Linked DNA regions of Anser cygnoides: region 1 is linked to region 2. The links are chromatin contacts, called in public Hi-C maps. All regions are on one chromosome and are shown on one strand. The core of a region is the stretch at or near the end of the contact, and the rest is flanking DNA. Distances in the headings are between cores, read along the strand shown. Region 1 holds the start of ZNRF2 (zinc and ring finger 2). Region 2 overlaps NOD1 (nucleotide binding oligomerization domain containing 1).

What was found. Hi-C and Micro-C count contacts between places; a contact is called where the count stands out from the background.
Region 1: a Hi-C map of liver shows a contact between it and region 2, with 2.7 times the contacts expected there. The contact joins the promoter of ZNRF2 here to the enhancer-like site in region 2. A contact is called at or near these places in 5 of 7 Hi-C or Micro-C datasets (fetal liver, granulosa cells and liver).

Annotation. Positions count from the first base shown.
Region 1 is chr2:45,090,194-45,095,378 of Taihu_goose_T2T_genome, forward strand. ZNRF2 (zinc and ring finger 2) reads right to left here and starts at 3,769. Exons shown (of 5, transcript XM_048077988.2): 1 at 2,897-3,769. The coding sequence starts at 3,407. LOC106046650 (a long non-coding RNA gene) reads left to right here and starts at 3,961. Exons shown (of 4, transcript XR_010829245.1): 1 at 3,961-4,169; 2 at 4,691-4,796.
Region 2 is chr2:45,029,463-45,034,946 of Taihu_goose_T2T_genome, forward strand. It overlaps NOD1 (nucleotide binding oligomerization domain containing 1), which reads left to right. Exons shown (of 11, transcript XM_048078005.2): 11 at 1-614. ZNRF2 (zinc and ring finger 2) reads right to left here. Exons shown (of 5, transcript XM_048077988.2): 5 at 4,230-5,484. Among named protein-coding and RNA genes, the nearest start is that of NOD1, 30 kb to the left of the region's middle. Within about 2 kb of position 2,264, at least 3 of the 3 cell types and tissues checked have open chromatin away from gene starts, as enhancers often do. A contact at or near this core is called in fetal liver and liver, where this site is marked.

The DNA.
Region 1 (5,185 bases), core at 2,519-5,018, 62 kb after region 2:
CTCGGCGCCGTGTCCCAAGACAGTGCTTGGACATCACGCGCAGGCCTGGCCCCTATGTCTGGGAGCACCGTACGGTCTTAACGAACTTGGCCCTCACTCTGTTTACTGCCCTCAGCCTCCCCCAGGAGTGCTCGCCACACAGTTAGCTATGTTACATGGGTTTCTTTTGTTTTTATTCTGCGATGCCAAGGCCTCAATTTGTCAGCAAACTGAACTCGGAGTTAACACATAAGGTGCATGGCCGTATTTCCTCCGTTACACTTTGATCCTAAGGATGACAAGCCTGAGGCCTGCCAGGACCCCTAGGCCCTTAGAGCCAGGAGAGGCTGCCCTAACTACAACTAGATAGACTACTATGAGTAGGTAGGCTCCTACGGAAGGAACAGAGCAGCTAACTCATCCTATTTTCTGATACGTTAACGTACCGCATCATAATACCTTGTAGTACATTAATGGCACATTAATAAGCATAGTATAGGCTTCAGTGTGCTACATTACAGAATTAATATTTATACATTACTTCTGTATGCAAAGCTGCTCAGTAAAAGTGACAATAGAATGTAATTCACTAATGGCAAATTAATTACAGTAATCTAACTAATGTAACGCCCACGCATCACTGATTGATGAAGCCAAGCAGTATGCCTAAAAACACAAAGAGCCAAAGATTCAGTTCAACTTATTAAGGTTACTCTTGCTCTTCTTTAATTTGAATAGAATTGTTGTGCTAATTCTCAAAACTAATTGAGGTAGTTTTCAAGACAAAAAGGAACAATTCAGTCAATTTGCAAGTTACAACACAAGGGAGGGAACTTCAAGCATGCATTTAATACACAAGTTAAATGCCAGATACCACACCTAGACAAGCTTGAGCTAGTTACCATCAGGACAAAAACAATCCTTGAAGTTATTTTTCATCATGCTGATGCTACCAATTTATGATCTTCAGTGGGGCTACTCATTCCAAGCACTAGTTGTTATGAGGAATCTAGAAGACACAAAGCATGCAACTATATCAGGATGCCTACATTCAACGTGATGTGGAGTTGTATCACTGATATTACAGAACATTTAAATTGAAGGAAAAATAGTGTTTCAAGTGAGGTTTTTTTCCACAAGTATTGCAGTATTATGATTAAACAGCTACTCATCCTGATAGGAAATACTAAGATTTTTAGAACACAAAACTAGATGATTTACGATCATCTCATGACCACCAAAGGACAATGCATTTTAACACTTGCTATCCAAAACCCCAACATATGGCATTCCTTATTTATTAGTGAGTAGATGAAGAGCATGCGCCTCTCCTGGTGCTTTTCCTGCACCAACAGAAGCAACAAGCTCTGCATCATCTCAGCCCATATCCTTTTTAACATTCCAATTTCAGAGATTTGTGAAAGACAAAATATGCTGTACATACAAACTGTGCTGTACGTACATATGCTGTACGTACAGCAATTAACACATTATGACCTGTCATAGAAAAGCATAATCAAGTTCAGAGTTACCCTGAAGAGACCCTCCTGCTTCTGAACAGTTTCCTAGATTGCTGCTCCTTGTGTGTGCACTCACATTTAATCCAGTCCCTCCTTGCAGCAAGTTGGGTTGTGAGACAACAGTTAAGCAGGGAGAAAAAATGAAGTTTTTCCTCTGAGCAACAACTGCCTACACGTTTTAATGATTCCCTTGTGCTTAGTACAAATTGCACAAGTCAGTGATAGGGCATCCTTTCATCACTGAAAGAAACGCGTGTACCTTCTTCCCGCAAGCTATGGCGATGGTATAGCGAGTACCCCTGCAACAAAGCACTACTATTCGGCAGCTTGGTACTATGAGAACAGTTGTTTTCTCTCTTAAGGGCAAATACTCCTTTATTATGATAGGGCTTGACAGCTCTCTGTTATGTCCAAGCAGTGCACTGGGAGGAGACAGTTTCAGACCTAGGAAATAACAGCTCTGATGTCTCCAGGTCAGCACACCAGCGATGGATGGTGGCAGGCACGTGACAGCAGCCCTGCGCTCCCCGCAAGGCTCAGACCGAAGGCACTCTAGCCTTGGCTACCAACAGGTCGTGTTACAGCAGAGACGAAAACCCAGTCCGCTACAGACAGTATTGACAAATCCATTAATTGGAATACAACAATGGGGGAATTACACATTAACCCCCCACCTTCCAAAAATAAAGCTTTTTTTTTTTTGAGGCTGGTTGGTATTTAGACAGGTTATAACGCATATCTTCTCTGATATGCATTAGATTTATGGAAAGAGTGAATCCATTAAAAAGAGGTCACCTTGGACCTTAATGTTTGACTTGTATGAACAATAACCTTTAAATAAGCAGTACCGAAAGCAGTCAGCAACTTCCGTGCAGGTTTTTAACTTCAAGGTAAAGAACCCAGGTGGTGAAACGCAAGCCTTCCACCAGCGCTATTCATCTAAACATCGCAGGAAAGACAAAAAGACCGCTACAACTCGCTCTGGGTTTAGTGTGAGTCTTTAGAGGGCCCCTGCTTTTTGGTGAATTCAGAGCGGCTTCGCCTCCTGCCTCGACACCACGCGGTCCCGTCTCTGCAGGCGGCTCTTCGGAGCCGCGGACAGCTCTGCTGCCCAGCCGCTCTCCTCTTTTAGAGGGGGGGAAATAAATGCAGAAACTTTTTGAACTTCTCTTTTCCCTCGCCTTCCTCAGGGCCGAGAACTCCAAAAGAGGAACGAGCTGATACCAACCGGTGCCTAGAGAGTGTTCGGGGCCGGTTTGAGAATAAACGGCGGAGGCACATGATCCAATTAAACTCTAATTATGTAAGTAGCAGGCAAGAGTATTTACACAGGCACCGATTAAAGCCCCGAGCCGCCGGCCAGGCAGGCTGCGCTTCCCCCCGCCCCGTGCCCTTACCTCCGAACAGGTGCGGCGAGAGGTGCGCGGGCAGCGAGCCGATGACGAGCCGGGGCCCCCCGGAGCCACCACCGGAGCCACCACCGGAGCCTCCTCCGCCGCCGCCACCACCACCACCCCCGGGGGCCCGCTCCCGGCCGCCCTCCTCCGGGGTGCTGCTGACCGAGTCCTGCGAGCCGTAGGGGCCGCTGCTGTGAGGGATGCTGAAGGCGGACTGCGCGGCGCGGGCCCCCGCGGCGGTGGCGGCGCCTCCCAGGGACCGGCTGCGGGGCGCCGACCCCGCGGCTCCCCCCGAGGCCGCCGCTGCCGCCGCCGAGCCGCCGGGAGCGGCGTGAGGAGCCGCCGGCGCCGCCAGGTGCGCGGACCGCCCGCCGCCGCCCGCCGCCCGCCCGCCGGTGCCGTTAGCGCCGCCGCCGCCGCTGCTGGAGGAGGAGGAGGAGGGCAGGTCCCCGCCCGAGTACGCCCGGGTGCGGCCGTTGGCGGCGGTCGGGCTGCTCTGCTTCGCCCCCATGGTCCCGCCGCTGCCCTTCGCCGCCGCCGCCGCCTTCCCGGGGGCGCTGGGAGTCCGGCCCCGGCGGGGGCGCTGCGAGGCGCGGGGAGGGGAGAGGGCGAGCTCGGCGGCTCGGCGCGGAGAGGGGAGAGCCGCCCGCCGCGATCCGGCTCAGCGGGCGGCCCCGGCGCGGCCGCTGCTCGCGGCTCCGCGGCGCCACCATGAGCTGCTCGGCACGGCGCTGGCTCCCCCAGAGCGGCGGCACGGACCCGCCGCCGCTGCTGCTGCTGCTGCTGCTGCTGTCGCTGCCGTCCCCGCTGCCGCTACCGCCGCCATCCTCCGCCGCCGAGCTCTGAGGGGGGCACCGGCGGCAGCAGCGCCGGCCCCGAGGCCGCCCGCCCAGCGCCGTGTGCCTGTGGCGAGGGAGGCGGGACGGGGCGGGCACGGCGGCGCAGCCGCTCCTCCGCCGTGTGTCGCCATGCTGGGGGCGGCACCGGGCGGCGGGACGGGCACGGCGACGGGGAGGGAGCGTGGGGGCCGGCTCCACGCGCCGGGACTCTGCTCCCCTCAGCAGCCGCCGCCTCACGCACCCCGAAGCCCCCCCCCCCCCCCCCAAGGGGCCGCGGCCGGCTGAGGAAAACTCCCCTTGTTATCCCCAAGAGCTGTGCCCGGGCAGGGACTGACCCCAAGGGCTGGCCCTGTGAATTGTTCCCCTGGGGGTAACAGGCTCCGTTTGCTCACCGCGGAACAATTCGAGGCAAAATGTTGCTTTGTTCTTCACCGGTACGTGATGCTGAGCGTCGTGTGCCTTGAATGTGTACAAGCGTGATTCCTGCCACCAGTCGTCCGGGGTGAGCTGCTTGTTTTTACGGGTTGCTGCCTGCCGTCAGGTGCGGTATGTCGCCGCGGAGCAGTGCTACACACCACCCCGGGACTCGGCCCCGCAGTCTCGGTAGCGTTTCCAGCTGCGTTCACGCCGAGATCACCACGGCACGGCACCCATGGTATTTTACAATTAACACAGCAAAAGAGATCAGCACCTTAATTCATATACAAAGCATTACTCTGCTGCTTCTGAGAACGCTCGCTCTCAGACGCGAATAGGCGCAGAGGCCTCCCTTTTCCCCCTCCTTTCCCCATCTCCATTACAGCTGCGTGCAGCAGGACCTGGTGCTTAGGGACATGGTTTAGTGGGTGACACTGGTAGTAGGGTGGTGGTTGGACCAGCTGATCTTGGAGGTCTTTTCAAACCTTAATGATTCTATGGTTCTATGATTTATTTATTTATTTTGACATTACTGCAGCTCACAGTTCAGTTTGCAAGAGGTACCACCGCTTGGGATGGAGGAGGAGGTTACCAACACTAACTACTCATTCCCGCACCAGTTTCCTGGATGGCTGAGCCACTTTGTGAGTAATCCGAACCCTGTTTAGAAGATCCTGCTGTAAACTGTTGCTGGTTTCAGTACAAGGCAGCAATTCCACAGCTGTCTCATGAACAGATTGTTCCCCGACAGAGCTGGGGTCGATAATGTGCTGTCCCATGCTATGCCATCCCTGCTTGTGAATGATGAGCTGCAGTCTCTGCTAGCAGGGGCAGATACCCCAAGGTAGACCAAGCATGGACACTTTCTAGCTCAGTTTCCTAAAGAAAAAAAAGAAAGTGTGGTCGTTCTATCTGCTATACCGCTAGCTCCTTTTGAAACCCTTGGACAGCTTGAGCCAAATCTCTCAGAGATGCCAACGATATAGGAAGCAACCAGTCATTCAGAACTACCTTCTACATGACAGAGGTCCTA
Region 2 (5,484 bases), core at 1,014-3,513:
CTTCTCGGTCACTTCAACAAATCAGACACCTGTGCGCCTCGTCAAAATCTTGTTCATGGTTTATCTTACGAAGGGAGGAGACACCGGGGCGAGAAGGGCCTTCCCCAGAGCTGTCACTTGCCTGTGTTGGCAGAGTGCTCCCAGTTTGCTCTAATCATTGAATTATTTGCTTGTTTCCCGTGCCAGTCACACCCCCTTGGTTTCAGGGAAGATTTCAGGTTGCAAGAGTTCTTCTGGGCTGGCCCAAAGGTCTGGGTCCAGCTGAGTCTGGCTCTGACAACTGAGAGGTTTCCCACCACCCTGCTCCCAAGTCGCATCACAGCTCTGGGATGCTGGGGCTGGCGAAACTGCTCGGGGGCTGCTTGAGTGTCCTCCTTTGTTGGCACAGCACTTGGGTCTGCATTTCTTTCTTTGTAGTCTTACCAGACTACTTGCAGGGAGCTTCTGATCAACACCTTTGCGGTTTGCAGCGAGAGCCATGTTTACTGGAACACAGACACAACTGTAACTTTTTTAAGACTTGCTTGTAATTTGTGAAGACGTTCTCTGTATGCAGCATTATGTTTTTTCTACTTGTCTGCTGTGATAATAAACAGCTTTTTAAAGAACTCCAACAGGCTGCCTGCAAGTTCTTTGGCTTTGCTGAAGCAGTGTCAAGCAGACACTTGGCTAGCTCAAGACAGAAACGTGACAGCCTAATTCTGGCTGCCGAAGCCAGCGAAGAGCTGTCACAGCTGGAGAAGGGTGCTCACAAGGGACCGCTGAGGCAGCGAGTGCAGCCCGGTCACAGCACTGAAGGAAACCTCGAGCGACTCAGGGGTACGTACAGCAGCTCTGCTGCCAGGCCTGCTGCAGGAGCACGCTGTGCTCCACGCACTGCTGGGGTGAACTCCTGCTGGTGGGAGCGTGCACCACGCGTGTTTGGCCGGTGCGAGCGGCGTGCAAGCACTGGCAGTGATGGGATAACACAGCAGCCCTTGAGAGATCCGTTGCAACGCCGTGGTTTCACACTCTGGTCACACACCGCCAGCGCTTTGGGAAAGGATGAGTCGCTGAGAGTTTCGTGTGCTAGCTGGGTGCTAGAACTGTGTCTCCAGCCATCAGAAGCCATGCTGAGATGGCTCCCATCGCCCTGGCACTGTGCTTGCACGCCAGGTGTTGTGGTGGCTGGTCCCTGAGCACACACGAGGGTTTGCTGTGTGCTGGCAGCACAGGGCTGCAGAGCGTGTGGGGGGGGCCCTGGCAGCCCAGCAGAGCTGCTCGCTTGCTCGGCCATGCGTGGAGCCACGGACTTCTCAACTGATAAAAACAGTTCTTAGAAGCAAAAAGCGGCAGCTGCGCATGAAAGAGTTGAGTCTTGCTTCAGAAGGTAGAAACAGAATACCAGGACCGAGCTGGAAGAAAACGGAGGCCAGGCTGGGAGCTGCCTTGTGCACTCCGGGACTCAGATGTGCCACACAGCAGAGCCCTCACACACAGCCCTTCCTGCCAGCCCCTAGGGGCCTGAAGGCGAACAGAGGGATGGTTTTTGTGCGAGCTGAGCACCACCGGCCAGCTGTGTGCAGTGCAGATGAGCCTGGAGTCAGGCATCTTCATGGAGAACGGTGCCCACAATGTGGCCACTTCCATCAGCGCAGAGGAGTGACCGCAGCCGGGACCAAACCAGCCCTTGCACAGAGCCTGTCCCTCTCTGCGGGCTGGCTCTTGTGGAGAAGAGCACCAGAGCTCAAGCCCTAGCAAACCCTTTGCAAACAACTAAATTACGCCCCGCCGCTTGCGTCCTGGGCTTCAGCCTGCACACAGGAGGCAGCAACTTAATCAGCTGCGAAAGCCTCGTGAGCCGCAGACTTGGAGCTCGTGGACTGGCACAAATGAAGCCGTCAAGTGTTCATGCCCCCGCTACCTGCCAGCCTCTTTAATCCTGAATTTAGCAGATGTGAATCCTGGCACGGGTGACTTGAGCTTTCCTTCTAACAAGCCACCGGTCCGCTGGGGCAGAGGAGGAGACCCCACTGCAGCATGGCCCCGTGGTGGGACTTTCTGGTCGGCGACGGAGCCAGTCCGGGGCAGACAGAGACTTTGTTCCTTTCCTTTTCCTAGCATTTGAAGCCTGCTTAAAGAATCAGCGAGGAAGGGAGGGGAGGAGACAAATGTCTTGGTTAAAATTTAAACGCATGTTCAGACAAAGAAATCTGTAGCCAGGGTGAAAAGGAAAAGCAGGGCAGGAGCCTGACACAGAGCGTGACTCAAAATGCAGGGGGCTGAGCCCGGAGAGGCACCAAGCACCTGCAGCTCCCACCGCGCTCAGCTGAGGGCCCTTCCCCGGGCTTTTAACGTCTGCCTCCCCTATTCTCTCGCCTTTACGAGGAGTGAGTCATCTTGCGTCAACCGACGATGGGCTTCATACAATTATTTATTTATGTCAAACCCTCCTCCCTGCCCCCACGCGTCCCTGATCTCATCCCCCTCAGAAAACAGACGCTTTATTAAGCGAGGCCTGGAAAACCCTGTCCCGCTCAGCTTCTGCGAGGGCTGCCCGTTGTCCGGGCGTGAGCAGGGTCCTGCTGCGGACGTGGGCACCTTTCTGGACGTGGGCACCTCTCCCCCCAAGGGGGCACAGGGCCAGGTCCGTGACCGAGCTGCTGGAGGAGCACGCGGGGCTCCAGCCTGCACCCGCTTGGGCACGGACATGGCTCCTCACGGGTAGTGCTGGAAGGAGCACGAGGCCCTTCAGCTCAGGGCACTGAGAACCCCAGGGGAGAGAAAACATCCCTGTTTAGCTGCAGCTGCTGAAGGAGACCCTCCCTGCTCCCTCCTTGCTCCTTGGCCACGAGTTTTGCTCCCCTTGCTGCTTCAAGGGACACCACATCCAGAAGCAAATGCTGGCCATGCCCGTGTCAGGCCCCGCACACACACAGTGGCTCACAGCAGAGCCGTGAGGTGAACGCGATACCAACTGGCTCCACAGATCTATGTTTCACACTCCAAATCCCGCACCTACTGAAACGGACTCATTTCCAGCGGATTTTCCTGACGCGAGGCCAAGCCCGGCGCTAACTAATTAGCGACTGCTCCCATAATACAGCTCCCATTTCACATGCCCAAGACAGAGGAGGAAAACGTATGAATTACTGGCAGTGAAGGAGAATTCAGGCTTCCCAGAAGGCAATCAGGAGAAAAAAAAAAAAGAAAGTTACACTAGGAAGAGATAGGAACATGTTCCTTAGTAACTACATCCAACTGTCTTGCTGCGGACTCAATTCACGCATTAAACCCCTCATCTCCCAAGGAGAGAGCTGCAAGCGTTGTAAACTCTTGCCAGGCTTTAACAAGGGGCTGAGCGACCCCAGCCGCTCCAGAAGGATGCTCTCACAGGCAGAGCAAAGCGAGGAAGGACAGCCAGCCTCGGAAACATCTTGCCACCATGCTGATGGCCCGGCTGGGAGCAGCACCCGCTGGGTTGAGCTGACACGCGGCCATATGAAGGTGCTTCCTGCCTGCAGGGCAAACTCCTTTCGTTTTCACCACCCACGCATGTAACGCGCTCCGGTTCTGCTCAGAGCACCCACAGCTCGTTCCCTGACTGGGACTGGGGGGGAATCCAACGCCTCCCCCAGCAGCTCCTCTGCCTCGGGCTCGCTGCTTTCCAGCGGGGGCCACGGGTCCCCGGAGACGTGGAGTAATGACGGGGTCGGGCCTTCAGCGCCCACAGCTGCCCACCCCACTGCACGCAGCGCCGGAGGCAACGCCGACGAGTTGGGTAGCTGCGGTCCCCTTTGGAGGCAATGAAAAAAAAGAGGGGGAGCAGTTTCGTGTGTGCTTTGTGTTGGTTTTGAGTTGTGTTGTTTTTTAAGCTGCCCACATGAATTTTCCATCTCCAGACCTGGCTGGTCTTGAAGGCCTCCATGTCTGCGAAGAATTGCTGCAGGAGACATCAACCGGCAGGCCGCCAGCTCTGAGCTAGCAGGATGAGGGCCTGCCGTGCAGCAGGCCCCACGAGGGGCAGAGGGGCTCTGACAGCCTTAAGGCTGGCCCCGGGGGTCGAGATCCCCACCTGCAGGGCCTCAGACAGACAGGAGGGCCCGCTGCCCTTCGAGCTGGGTCTACACGTTTCTCTTCCTCCATTTTCGGTTTGGCCTGTAGCACAGACACATGGCAGCTCTGCTCCACCACGGCAGTGCCTCATCCAATACTTTACAACCAAAATCACCTGAAAGTGTGAAGAAAACTGTGCTTCAAAAGATTTATTACATATATTTGTACATATTTTACATGAATGGAATGTTAACATACAACCTAAAAATCAATAAAAAAATATTTTCATTCATGATTATGTACTGGCAGACCATTGAAAAGAGTACCTCAGAACAACTTAAGTCAACTTGCAATCATACTGCTCAATTAAAAAAAAAAAAATACAAACACGTTTTACATTAGACATTGCAAATTACATTCCGATTTCTGCTCAGGGTAATGAAGGAAGACATCTTGTCCATTACCACTGCACGTACGTGTGGCATCCCAGGAGCTAGCACCGCGCTCTGTGGGCAGGGTTAGCTCTGTGGGGAGAGGCGTAGGGAAGGGGGAACACAGACTGCACTCTCTAGCAGCAGGTACGCCTGCCAAATGGTAAGGGAGAGCTAGAATGAGACTCTCAGTCAAGTAAGAAGGTGAATGCTGGATCACCGCAGCTTTTAAAATTAAGCAGTTCCTTAAAGCAACCCCCCGGCAGCTGAGCCACCTCCTTTCTTCCTTGAAAGTTGGAGTACTTTGGCAATATCAGCTGGAAGAGAAATTCTGACTGTGCAGCAATGAATACTTCAGCTTCATCTTAATACATACAGGAAGATCACAGAATCTCTAGGTCTCTTCCTGTTAGCATTTCACACCTTGGGAGCTCGTGACCAGTTATGTGGAGAAGTGTTTACTATTACGTGTAACAAATTAGCAAAGAAAAGGGCAGATTCGAGGGAAAAACAAGAGGAACAGGATTCAGCAACAGATTATGTACTTGCAACATTGGGTTACTTACATTTGAAACTCTGCCAGTATCGAGCAAATCCTACTTATCATTGCAAAATCTTTGCCAAAGCACACTCAAGGGCAAAAGTCTCTCAAACAAACATAAATAGATTAAAAGCTGCCAGAAGGATCGGCAGCTAGCTGGCTTGCTGCCTTCCAGTTATTGTACTCTGGCAACCTATTAGATCAATGCCAGAGCCACGTCCAACCTTTTCCAGGTGCAGGATATTCCCGCAACGCTTTATCTGAGCAAGTCTTCAGCAACTGGTAACGCTGTACAACGAGGTCATTTTATGGTTTGCCCCATCATCAGCTCTGACGCATTTAAGTAAGAAATTACGTTCCAGAACACTATACAGTGGGCTGGGCAGCCAAGCAGACTGGGTAGGGCAGCACTCAGAAGATAACCAAATGCAACTTGAGAGAGTCAAGACTGTTTTTTTGTTTTTTGTTCCCACCCAG